3 separate regions of the Mus musculus genome follow, and all the other regions are linked to region 1. A link is a contact called in public Hi-C data. All regions are on one chromosome and are shown on one strand. The core of a region is the stretch at or near the end of the contact, and the rest is flanking DNA. Distances in the headings are between cores, read along the strand shown.

Region 1 (3,303 bases), core at 246-2,745:
TTAACTCTTCTCAGTCCCATCTCTGTGAGACCCTGCAGCCCCTTGCAGCTGTGACCTCTCTAAACTGCCAGCCTCAGATGACTGACACTTCATCAATTTTGCCTGAACTGCATTTACAAGCCAGTCTCGGGAGGATTGGCCAAGTGCACCAAGCATGGGGGCATTTCCCTACCGGAGCCAGATTGCTGCAGAATGAGGGGGCTCTTCCCACCTTCTCCCAGTGGCCCGGGCAAACAGCCTAGGGGCCTCCCCGCCAAAGGGAATGAACGGACCTCTGATTATTCCTTGTAAATTTTTCATGAGGACATCTGCCCATGCTCCTCTCCCTCTGAGTACCTCTCTCTCTCAGTCTCTCTCTCCTCACCACCTCCCTCTCTGTGTTCTCTCTTCTCTCCTTCTCACTCTCTCCTCCCCCTCCTCTCTCTCCTCTATCACTCTCCCCACCCCCACTCAGGTTTCATCTCACCTCTAACCCTTTCTCCTCTCCTTCCTTCCTCTCCCTCCTGTTTTTCTCTCTCTCTCCTCCCCTCCTCCCTCCCCTCCCCTCCTCTCCTCCCTCCTCTCTTTTTTATGTCTCCCCGTTCCTACCTCCCCTTCCTTTTCTCTCGCCTCCCCCTTCTCCTCCCTCTTTTCCCTCCCTCCCTCCCCCTCTCCCTGTGTTCAGACTCCTGACAACTCATGAAAAACGAGAGTCATTGGGCCTCAGCCGCCATTAGTCAAGACATGCCTGATGTGTGAACGTGGACCTCAGGCTGAGAGGGGCCAGGCTGCAGGGACTGGTCCTAGAGACAAAAGACCAAGCCGGATGGATATTATAGATAGGTAGGCAACAAAGCCTTCTGGACCGGTAGGGTTGGTTCTGCAGACAAGGGGCTCTGTGCTTGTACATCAGTGTGGCCCAGGCTTTCCCCGATGAACACTCTTGTCTCCCTGGCTCCTTGATGTGGCTCCCTGATCGAGGGCAGAGTCCAAATCCAAACAGAGAGATTGGAGATACACACACACACACACACACACACACACACACACATATGGTGTCGAATGCGCCTTAAATATCAAAATATATTAACTCTCATGTAAGGAGTACAGGGGTGGGGAATAAGCCTCAAAATCCTTTTTTCTGTACAGTTCAAACTAAGGACCTACAGCTCTTTCTCATTACTGCGCCCAATCATGCCGATGTCCTTTTTGTGCCCCCTTTGAAGTGACATGTGCTTCAATTTATTTTTAATCTTCTAAGTGACGTCGGGACTGCAGCCTGTGCACACGTGAAGTCTCTGCCCTTCTTGGCTGTTGTCTAAAGCAGTTTGGGCCACAACAAATCAGGCACTCAGTCCAGAGAGAGCCCAGGAACGATCTGAGGCCGGGGAGATGCGCAAAAGTGCTGCGCAGAGGAGGCAAAGTCATTAATAAACCCTTCACCATACACACCTTCCCTACCTTTGTGTAGGTCCTGGCCCTGGTCCTTGGGGACCCGCCATGGAGACACTCTGTGGAGCAACAGTGCCACCCAGTGGACAGTACTGGCAAATGACTGTCCCTTCTCTCTGCAGTCTCCCTGGGCCCTAATATCACATCTTTAAGCAGTTTTCTACATGAAAGGAGGCCTGCAACTGATTCAAAGCCACCTTGCCTTGGAAACCTGAGCATGCCCATAAAAGGCAGTGTGCACAGAACATTGAGGAATGTTTTTCGTTATGTTGGGGGTCTACCCCCAGCAGCTACTCTGGGGGGGGGGAGGGTAAGGGGGGATGTCAAAGGAAAATAAAATTAAATATACTTTTAAATCATACTTAATTTACTAATCAGTTCAAATAAATATGTGTATATACAAATGTGTGTGTGCGTGTGTGTGTGTGTGTGTGTGTGTGTGTGTGTGTGTGATGTTTGTCCAGTTACAGTCTCAGTGTTTAGTTGAAACATAAATTACATTAGCCCAAGCTCTTGTAACCCTCAGTATTGAGGGAAAATGGCTGAAATATCATCATATTTGGAGTTAGGCAGTGAGGTCAAAGTCTTGCCTGTACATAGATCTCACTCACCTGATAACCTGGACGGTTTCCATTTCCCATCTGCAGTCTTCAGTCACCCAGAAGGAGGCTGACGTGACAGCCAACGGTGACTTGCCCTATGCCTGGCTAGGTTCTGACTCTGCCTATGATCTTGAAACCTTCCCTCCCCTCTCTCCTTGGGTATTCCCTTTTGTCTTCAAGCAGAATCCAGCCCTTCACCCCCTCCTGGAGCCTTTTCTCCTCACGCCTCATGAATGTTGGTGAGGTGAGCACATTACATGGGCTTAAAAACTCCTAGTGAATCCACTGGTTTCCAAACTCACATGCATCCCGGATTGGGAGGCAGAAAGCGTCCTACAGATAGGGAATCCAGCCAAGGCCTGCCTCTTTCTGAGTCATCTGCAGTACAGAGTGGACTTCTCATACATAAACAAAAAGGATGGTTAATGCTTATTTTAACCAGTCTGTTACTTGAAGCCTTTAAATACTGCCCTACGGCATCTTGTAGAAAACATCGTTTGGTGCAGACTTTAAATAACTTAATATAAAATCATCGTGAGGGGAGGAGCTGAAAATCATCAACTCTGTGAAAGAATGTGAAATATGACCTAAAGTACATTAGATCCAGATCATTAAAGTCATCAAGTCATCGTCTTTCTCGTCCCCACCCACTGCAATGACTGACTTTGCTTACTGCCGTCACACGCCCTGCAAGGCTCTCAGTTGAGGAACTGACTCCATCAGATGGTCTATAAGGCAAGTCTGTGGGGGCATTTTATTGATTGATGTAGAAGGGCCCAGATCACTATGAATGACACGGACCCTGGGAAGGTGGTCCTGTGGTACAGAGAAAAGGAAGCTAGGCAGAGGGAGAGTGGGCCAGCAAACAGTGCTTCCCCTGCCTCTCAGTTCCTGCCTTGAGTTTCCAGCTTGGCTTCCTCAATCGTGGACTTTGGTCCACGACCTTTGGTCATGGAGCTTGTCACAGCCACAGAATAGCAAACTCGAACAAATGGAAAGGAGCAGCCTGCCCATGTCTTGTCCTCTAGGTTTTTGGGGCTTTATATTCTGAGATTGAGAGCATCACACTGGCTGTGATGTGCCACCTTGTGCCATTTTGATGCTGAAGAAGTTCTGAGAGAAACTGTGGACTTCTGAAGGGATCAGGCCCTTGTCCTGGCTAGTTTTAGGTCAGCTTGACACAAACTAGAATCATCTAAAAAAGAGAAACTCAATTGAGAAAGCACTTCCATAAAATTCAGCTGTAGGACATTTTCTTAGTTGCTGATTG
Region 2 (3,568 bases), core at 324-2,823, 1.0 Mb before region 1:
AGCCGCATACTTCCCACCTGCCTTTCCCATTCACATACTCAATTTCATGGCATGTACTTTATTTTTAATGTATCATTTAATAACATTTTATATCCTAAAATAATATCTCTATTGCATGTGGATGTGGAGATAGCCTGTGAGAACAGTAAAGAAAGAAAAATTTTATGTATCCTTCAATTTGCACATTTTTTTCCTATGCATCTAACCCTGTCAATCATGGGTCCCTGGGAGCTGTATAATATTGACCTGATTTGAAGACTCTTAAAGAGCCAGCTCCTTCCTGGCCACAAACCTGGTTGGCTCTTATCATTTTTTTTTCCTGTCTGAAGACGTCACTGGGATGCTCCCTAGTCAGCTAGGCATGACCTTGAAAGGAGCACTGGTTTCTCCCGAGCTGTTCTCATCTGTTGGGTCAAGACACATTTCCTCGGAAGACATTTTGCTTATTCTGCAATGAGCAAGGCCCACTGCACTAGGAAAGACATCCAAAGTCTCATGAAATATTGATGAAAGGCCTCTCTGCCTGCACAAATGAAGAAGCCTTCTGAACCAAATGTTTGATTTTCAGGGTTAAGGTTGAAAAGTTGTGGGAAATAAATAGGAAAAAAAACAAAAGATGATATAATCAAGAGCATAGAAAATGTCCCAGGAAAGAAACAGTTAGAACACTTGCTTATGCAGGGACTGGGCTTCCAGAGGTGTTGAGTGGCCTTGATGATAAACATGAGATGGACTTGAGGAGGAAGGGGCAGGTACAAGAACAGCATAATTAGAATTGTTCAATCTTTGATTGACAAGCATTCACACAGATCCTGGGATTTCTAGAGCTTGAAATTCTGCTCAAAATCTCTGCCGATTTGAATCACTGCATACATTTGACAACTGATAGTAGAAATATCATTTAGTAAGTCCATTCATGACCCCTCCCCCAAAAAGAGTAAATCAAACAAACAAATAAAAACCCTGGAAGCGCCTGTGTGTCACTAGTCCACACTTACTTTATCCCTGGAAGAAAGGCTGCATACTGCTCTGTTAGGAACTTGCTTCTTTGACCTTAAGTTGTTAGGTCGTTTGTTCATTTGTTTGTAACAAGCAGAGAGCTGACTATGATAATGCTTACCTACAGGACCAGAAGATGCTTAGCCCATGTAGGAAGGGCAGGTCTGTCTGGAATTTCTGAGCTCTGCAAAAGCAGCAAACATGCTTGTCCAAAGCAAAACCCACCCCACTGATGTGTCTGTTTTCTTGTATAATGAAACCGACGTTAGCTCAGTCCCAGGCTCTGGCCACCCTTAGCCTGGCCCATCCAAACACCTGCCCCTCCCAGCCCCGCGCCATCCCTCCTACCCCAAGTCTGCATCCATCCTCCCCTCTCTACCATGCAATATAAATTCAGTGTCAACATCCCTGCACACAGCCTCAGTCTCTGTTCAGCACTCCGTGACAACAAGGTGAGACAGCAGAGGTTATCCGACCAGCTGCTGCCTAAGCTGGAAATGGCAGGCACTGAACACCATGTGTCTATACGTTCACAGATGTATAGAAGGGCCATCTATCAGGCTGCCGTGCTGCAGCTGCCATCCCATCAGGCCTGCTTCCTTGCCTGGCCCCCGAACAATAAGAGTAGTTCTTCAGTGTGTGCCGCATAGAATGGCTGATTTGATTAAGTCCCCAACTCCCATTATGCTAGGTAGGGGTGTAGAATTTCAATGATAATCCATAATGCATGACCAGTTTGTCACCATGGCAACATAAATTCAAGGTTACCAGCTCAGATGCATAATTGGGTGTGCATTGAGTGCTGAAGAAGGGCTGTTAAAATTCTTGTCATAGAAAAGTAGCATCCATCATACTGTCTGAAATCGCAGAACCCTCATCATCAGGCAGGGGTGAGAACTCCTTGGAGAAAAATGTTAATAAAATAACTATTACCGACTAATAAAATTATTACGTCTAACCACTTTGGTTTTTAAAGTATTTCAGTTAATAAGAATGAAATAGGCACCATACTCAGCATTGCAGCCTGGAATTTCACAACTCACCCAATACTGGCATTGAAATATGGACATGAAGAATTTCTGGTCTGAGGCTGATTAATGGATCAAAACAAGCCCATGAAATACAATATACCATCACACAGTTCATTTCATTTTTGAATTTTAGACTGGATATTTTTTCTAGCTAGATATTTTCTTATCAAAATGTTGGAGGAGCAAAATTTACGTCTTTTCTTTAAAATATGTGACATTACTTACATGTTACTTGTAATCTGCATGTTGCTTGCTGTGCATTCCCAAATAAAAATAAAAAGGAAGGTCAAAAACAACAACAACAACAACAAGGAGTCAAACAGGATAAGAATACATCAGATTATCATGTGGGTGGTATTTGTAAGAATCCTGGTATTCATAAATATGCACTATAGACATTTTATTCTGATGTATATGGTGAATAGAGACCAAGGCCAAAAATAAAATAAATGTGTTCCCTGCAAAAGGATTTAATCTTGAACCAAAATAATCATGGAAATGACTTGTTTTGGCATCTGCCTTTGCCAGTGAAGTCGAACCAGGCTCACAGCTATGATGAGCCCACAAATGGCTAAGAACTGAGCTTACAGTGTGGAAAGGGCGTATGGTGACTGAGTGATTCTCTCCCATCCTCCCTGACTGAACGAAATGAACGTCTCCCCTGTTGGCACCTCATTGGATTTGCAAGTATGACATGATTTGTTCTGTGATATTATTTATTCTATTTTCCAACAAGCCTGATGAATTTGAAATCTGTTTTTGAGTCATGTGACATAGAGATGCATGTCCTGAAAATCCAAGGGTGCCCTTTGTTACCGAGAACAGGGCTTTGTGAAATTCCAGGAAAGAAACTCAAGATCCATTGGTTTAAGAAATGTGAGAATTCTTGACAAATAAAAGCAGCCTTGGCCCTGTGACCACAGAAAAACAACTGTGCTTTTACATGGACCTGTAGCAAATGAGGTTTAATTGCACCAGCATTCCTTCCACAGAGCTTTCTCCTGTCTAATTTGTGTTTCCTTCCCCAGCTAGGGTCTGGAACAAGCACATGCATACATACAAACACACACACACACACACACACACACACACATATATGCACATATATATACAAACAACATACACACACACAATTAGATACAGACACAAATAAAATTAACATCAGGCAGGTTGTACAATTTTGAACATATTTTCATCCTTCCATGATTCCAGGCACTGTTATCAATTTACAATGAAGCCAGACAGAGCAGGATGGTTTTAAATTGAGGAGCAGAGATTTGTTCTCTGAAATTGCATACTTAGACTCCTCTGAATGTATAAAGCAAAAAGTAAGGGAAAATTAAGAACCAAACTCAGATAATCTAATAGTGAACACGGATGTAATTTTATATTTCATGTCATGTTTGATCCTAAAAATGCCTGAGTCCTTTGGAATCCCCCTAATTGAAGATATCTTTTGCAGAAAAATAGCATTTGAAATACGATGGGGTAGGTGGGGGTGGGGGTCTGTCCACAAAGCCTTGCCTACAAAAGTCACA
Region 3 (3,714 bases), core at 1,116-3,615, 1.3 Mb before region 1:
ATTCGGGAATATCCCTCCTTGCTTTTGCCTTGACTGGCTGAATAGTTTTCCTGGCCTGCTATGTAATTATCAGCATAGTTCTAAACGAGAAACAAAACAAAACAAAACAAAACAACAACAACAACAACAACTGTTGGACTCAGCCTACTGCAAAATCCTCATTGGTGTCCTTCTTACTTATGGCCTCCTCATAGATGGTTGGTTATCAAGCTCTGTAAGAAAACTACTTGTATAATTGCCTGGTCAACACTCTGTTATTCAATGATGAATGGAAGGATGGAGGAGCATTTTGTGATCTGGCTTACCCCATATTACAGTCTACCCTCTGCTCCAAGGGTGTGGCTCAACCACACTGTGAACATTGCTTCCTTCACTGGCTGGCATGCATTATTTTTTTCTAGCAAAAGCTATGCTCTTTCTTATTTTTCCATATTGCCTTACTTCCTGCAAGGGCTTAACTCTAATTACAGCCAGTACAAAGATTTGTCTAGTGTTCTGGTTCTCAGAAGAGTGTCTTTGCCATCTTAGAATGACTATCCATTTTCAGTATGCTCTCCATAAAAACCGTTGGTTACCAAGCCCATCCACCTGGGTTTTGTGCATATTACCTTTCTAAGGGAAAGCAGGTCTTCTTGTAGGTGTGTATGGCCACACTCTACACTCTAGAAATAAAATCTTGTCTAGTTTCTAAAGAGCTAGTAACAACATAGGAAAATGAACCATAGGCCTTCAAGAACAAGAACAACTCATAAGGTTCTTTACAAAAATAATACTGGCTATCCAAAGTACTACATTGTTGGGCAGTGAGATTATTGGAAATATAGGGATCAACTGCACCAGAGCAGTGTCTTAATATAAAAGACAGAGCCTCAATTTGTGGATCAGTCTGTGTTTTCATCATCAATAATGTCAGGATGTGGAGGTTGAGGCTGAAGTGGATTTAAAGGGTCATGCTCTTAAAGGTTGTACATCTTCATGGGGGACCACAGGTGTTTACAATTACCCATGAGCAGAAGAGATGACAGAAAATATCATAGATACAACAAGCCACACAGTTTTCATTTGTACAAGATGCAGGCCCTGTTTGCAACTGAACAGTAAGGGATAACTATGCAGTAAAGTGAGGAGTTGAACTGTGTTGATCTGACTTGTATCCAAGGTACTTGTAGAACCCTTTAATGGCACATCATGGATATATGTCAACTCTGTGTATTATGAAGAGATGTGTCTTTTGGTGCACAAGTGAGAGGAAGCACTCGGGTGAAGACAGGAAGGCTAGGTCAGGTGGAGCTAACACAGCAGATGTTGTAGGATCTTCTAGCTTTCCACCCAGGACAGGGCTGCAGATGAAATGGCCTGTGTTGAAGTCACACTATGTCCCACTCTTAGCTATGTGGTATACCACTTATTGCACTGCTTCCCAGCAGGGGCTTACAGTCCCTCCCAAGATACACAAGGTTGAAGCAGTGGATGCTCTGGGGACAGCAACCAGGATACAGCGTTCTTTACTCTCCTAGAGAAGCCTCCTTCTAACATCAGAATCTAAATAAGAAAAATGATTCCAGTATTTGCTGGATGGTGGTGAAGGTGTAAGAGCACCATTGCTAAAGAATCACCACTGGACTGGCAGAAGTTCTAGCATGGGAGACAACCATGGCTCTACCACTTACCTGGCCTCTCTGATCCAGAGATCAGATGAGAGATCCAGCTTGAGGACAGAGCCTTGACTCCTTTATCTCTTAAGATCATCACTCGGCCTCCGTATGGGCCCGCTCTACCATAGCTATGAGCTTAGGTCTGAATCTGTTGCACCAAGATGCCCTGCCCTTCCCTGATTGGACTTGTCTTAGTATTACAGCTTCTACCCACTGTTAATTTAAAAATTCAGAAAGGATGGCTAATGGAATGTGTAAGTGGAAGAAAGAAATCTGATTTCTAAAGCCATGGTTCTGACAAAGGCCAATCTTGCTACTATGCTCTAAGCCATCTCATCTCATCTAGAATGGCAGTTGTTACTGGTGTTATTTCTGTCTGGTCACCTACATTAGTGCTTGCTGCTGCCACCTGGTGGGTGGAGGCCTCGATGTTGCTTCTCGTCCTTCAAAGCACAAGACAAGCCCAGATGCACAGAACCAGCCAGATCGAGTGCTGAAGAAGAGAGGTGGTAAACTGGGGGTAGGGTGGGGTTGCTTGCCCTTGTAGATGCCCACAACAGCTTTGCTTTCCTCCCAGTGACCCTTATCACACTCCTGATCCTGGCCATACCTGAATCCTACTCTCTTTCCTGCCTTTGACTTTCAGAGAACACACTCACAGACATTAATTTAGGCCACCAAACTCCTTTTCTGAAACAATTCCTGCTGCCTAGGATCTACACTATCCTTCGTCCTCTGTCCTCAGTCCTCCTGTCCTCCCACAGAGTCAGCTGAGGAAGTGTGGCCTCCTGGGATCAGCTAGCTTCAGCCAAGATGGTGCCAGTCACCAGCAGGGGATCTCCGGAGCCTGCTGAGGGTACATGACCTCTGGCAGACTGGCTGTCTAGGAAATCTCAGGCCCATGCATCCATGCGTGTCTTCTTCATCCTTCACAGGACACAAGGTCACAACAAGAGAAACAATTAAAACTAAGTATATCCTGGATCTGCCACTGTGGAATGGTGATGTCTCTCCAATATGACTGCCTACCAGACTGAGCACCAGGGAGCCTTCTGTGTGATTTTAAAAAAGTGTGACAGCCATCAGCCTCAAACTGGCTCAGCCTTGAGTTTCAAGGATAATATCTCCTTCTATGGTGAGGCAGCTGCACTGCCCTATACAGAAGACTATATGGAACCTCCAGAAGCCAGAAGGACTCTGACCATTGTGAGCTATATGCATGAACAAGCATCACCTCGTGTGGCCTGTGATAATGGTGCTGAGAAGAGCCAGAAGAGGAAGGGTGCTCTAAGCCAGCAGGATGCCTGGGGTTGTTCAAATGATGCTCTGCCCTCAGGATGACAGGAGGGAATTTCAAATCAGTGAAGACTCTCAGGGACATGTGCTGCAGGGGTGTAGGGTGAGGAGATGGGGCTCCGGAGTGGTGTTGTTTCTCCTTAGCTTCTTGGTATAAGGTTTTAGGGGCCGATAAGGTTGAGGAGAAAATCAGACATGGCCTTGAGATTATTAGGTGGTTGTGTCTATATAGCCTGATGTGAGTATTGGCTCACAGTGCACAGCTATAAGAAGCAGTACATCAGTATCAGTGATAATGACCCGCTTTTCAACCTACAGAGCCAACCTATGCTGACCCTGATGAGGTCAGGATAACTCATGACTGGCCCAGGGAAGAATGCTCTCACAGCCTTGTATGAACTAGTTGCTTTAATCTTTTACCAGCGTCTGGGAAATGATCTCCCTACTAACCTGTCTTAAGATGTTGCTTTTGCAATCTGTGGAAGGTGAATTTGTGGCAGTTAGGGTAGAACAAACTGAGAGCGAGGTCTCTGACCCCTGACCCCTGACCTCTGACCCCTGACTTTCAGGTGCCTCCTGAGCTTAAGACCTGCTCTCCATTCCTTGTGTGGGGCCGGCAGACCCCAGCCAGAAAGACACAAGGCAGTCAACACGGCAACTGGCTTACACGAAGGAGCTTTGTAGTCCACTGCTAGGGAATAAGACCTGAGAACTTAAGGCTTCTTCAAAAGCAAACTCAGCTGAGACCAGAATTTAGAAATTT

Evidence for each region. A called contact is a pair of places that touch in the nucleus more often than the background predicts.
Region 2: a Hi-C map of stem cell-derived motor neurons shows a contact between it and region 1, with 4 times the contacts expected there. The contact joins two enhancer-like sites. A contact is called at or near these places in 4 of 484 Hi-C or Micro-C datasets (the N1E-115 cell line, cortical neurons, myocytes and 1 more), 2 of 115 datasets of contacts at active chromatin or transcription factors (differentiating embryonic stem cells and oligodendrocyte precursor cells) and 2 of 9 other capture datasets (embryonic tail and embryonic trunk).
Region 3: a Hi-C map of the N1E-115 cell line shows a contact between it and region 1, with 4 times the contacts expected there. The contact joins two enhancer-like sites. A contact is called at or near these places in 8 of 484 Hi-C or Micro-C datasets (the N1E-115 cell line, adipose-derived mesenchymal stem cells, embryonic stem cells and 4 more) and 1 of 115 datasets of contacts at active chromatin or transcription factors (differentiating embryonic stem cells).

Annotation. Positions count from the first base shown.
Region 1 is chr12:26,531,348-26,534,650 of GRCm38.p6, reverse strand. No RefSeq gene overlaps it. Among named protein-coding and RNA genes, the nearest start is that of Cmpk2, 64 kb to the right of the region's middle. Within about 2 kb of position 1,495, at least 45 of the 459 cell types and tissues checked have an H3K27ac peak or open chromatin away from gene starts, as enhancers often do. A contact at or near this core is called in the N1E-115 cell line, cortical neurons and stem cell-derived motor neurons, where this site is marked.
Region 2 is chr12:27,564,231-27,567,798 of GRCm38.p6, reverse strand. No RefSeq gene overlaps it. Among named protein-coding and RNA genes, the nearest start is that of Gm4166, 32 kb to the left of the region's middle. Within about 2 kb of position 1,573, at least 40 of the 459 cell types and tissues checked have an H3K27ac peak or open chromatin away from gene starts, as enhancers often do. A contact at or near this core is called in cortical neurons and stem cell-derived motor neurons, where this site is marked.
Region 3 is chr12:27,848,127-27,851,840 of GRCm38.p6, reverse strand. No RefSeq gene overlaps it. Among named protein-coding and RNA genes, the nearest start is that of Gm45941, 96 kb to the left of the region's middle. Within about 2 kb of position 2,365, at least 4 of the 459 cell types and tissues checked have an H3K27ac peak or open chromatin away from gene starts, as enhancers often do. A contact at or near this core is called in the N1E-115 cell line, where this site is marked.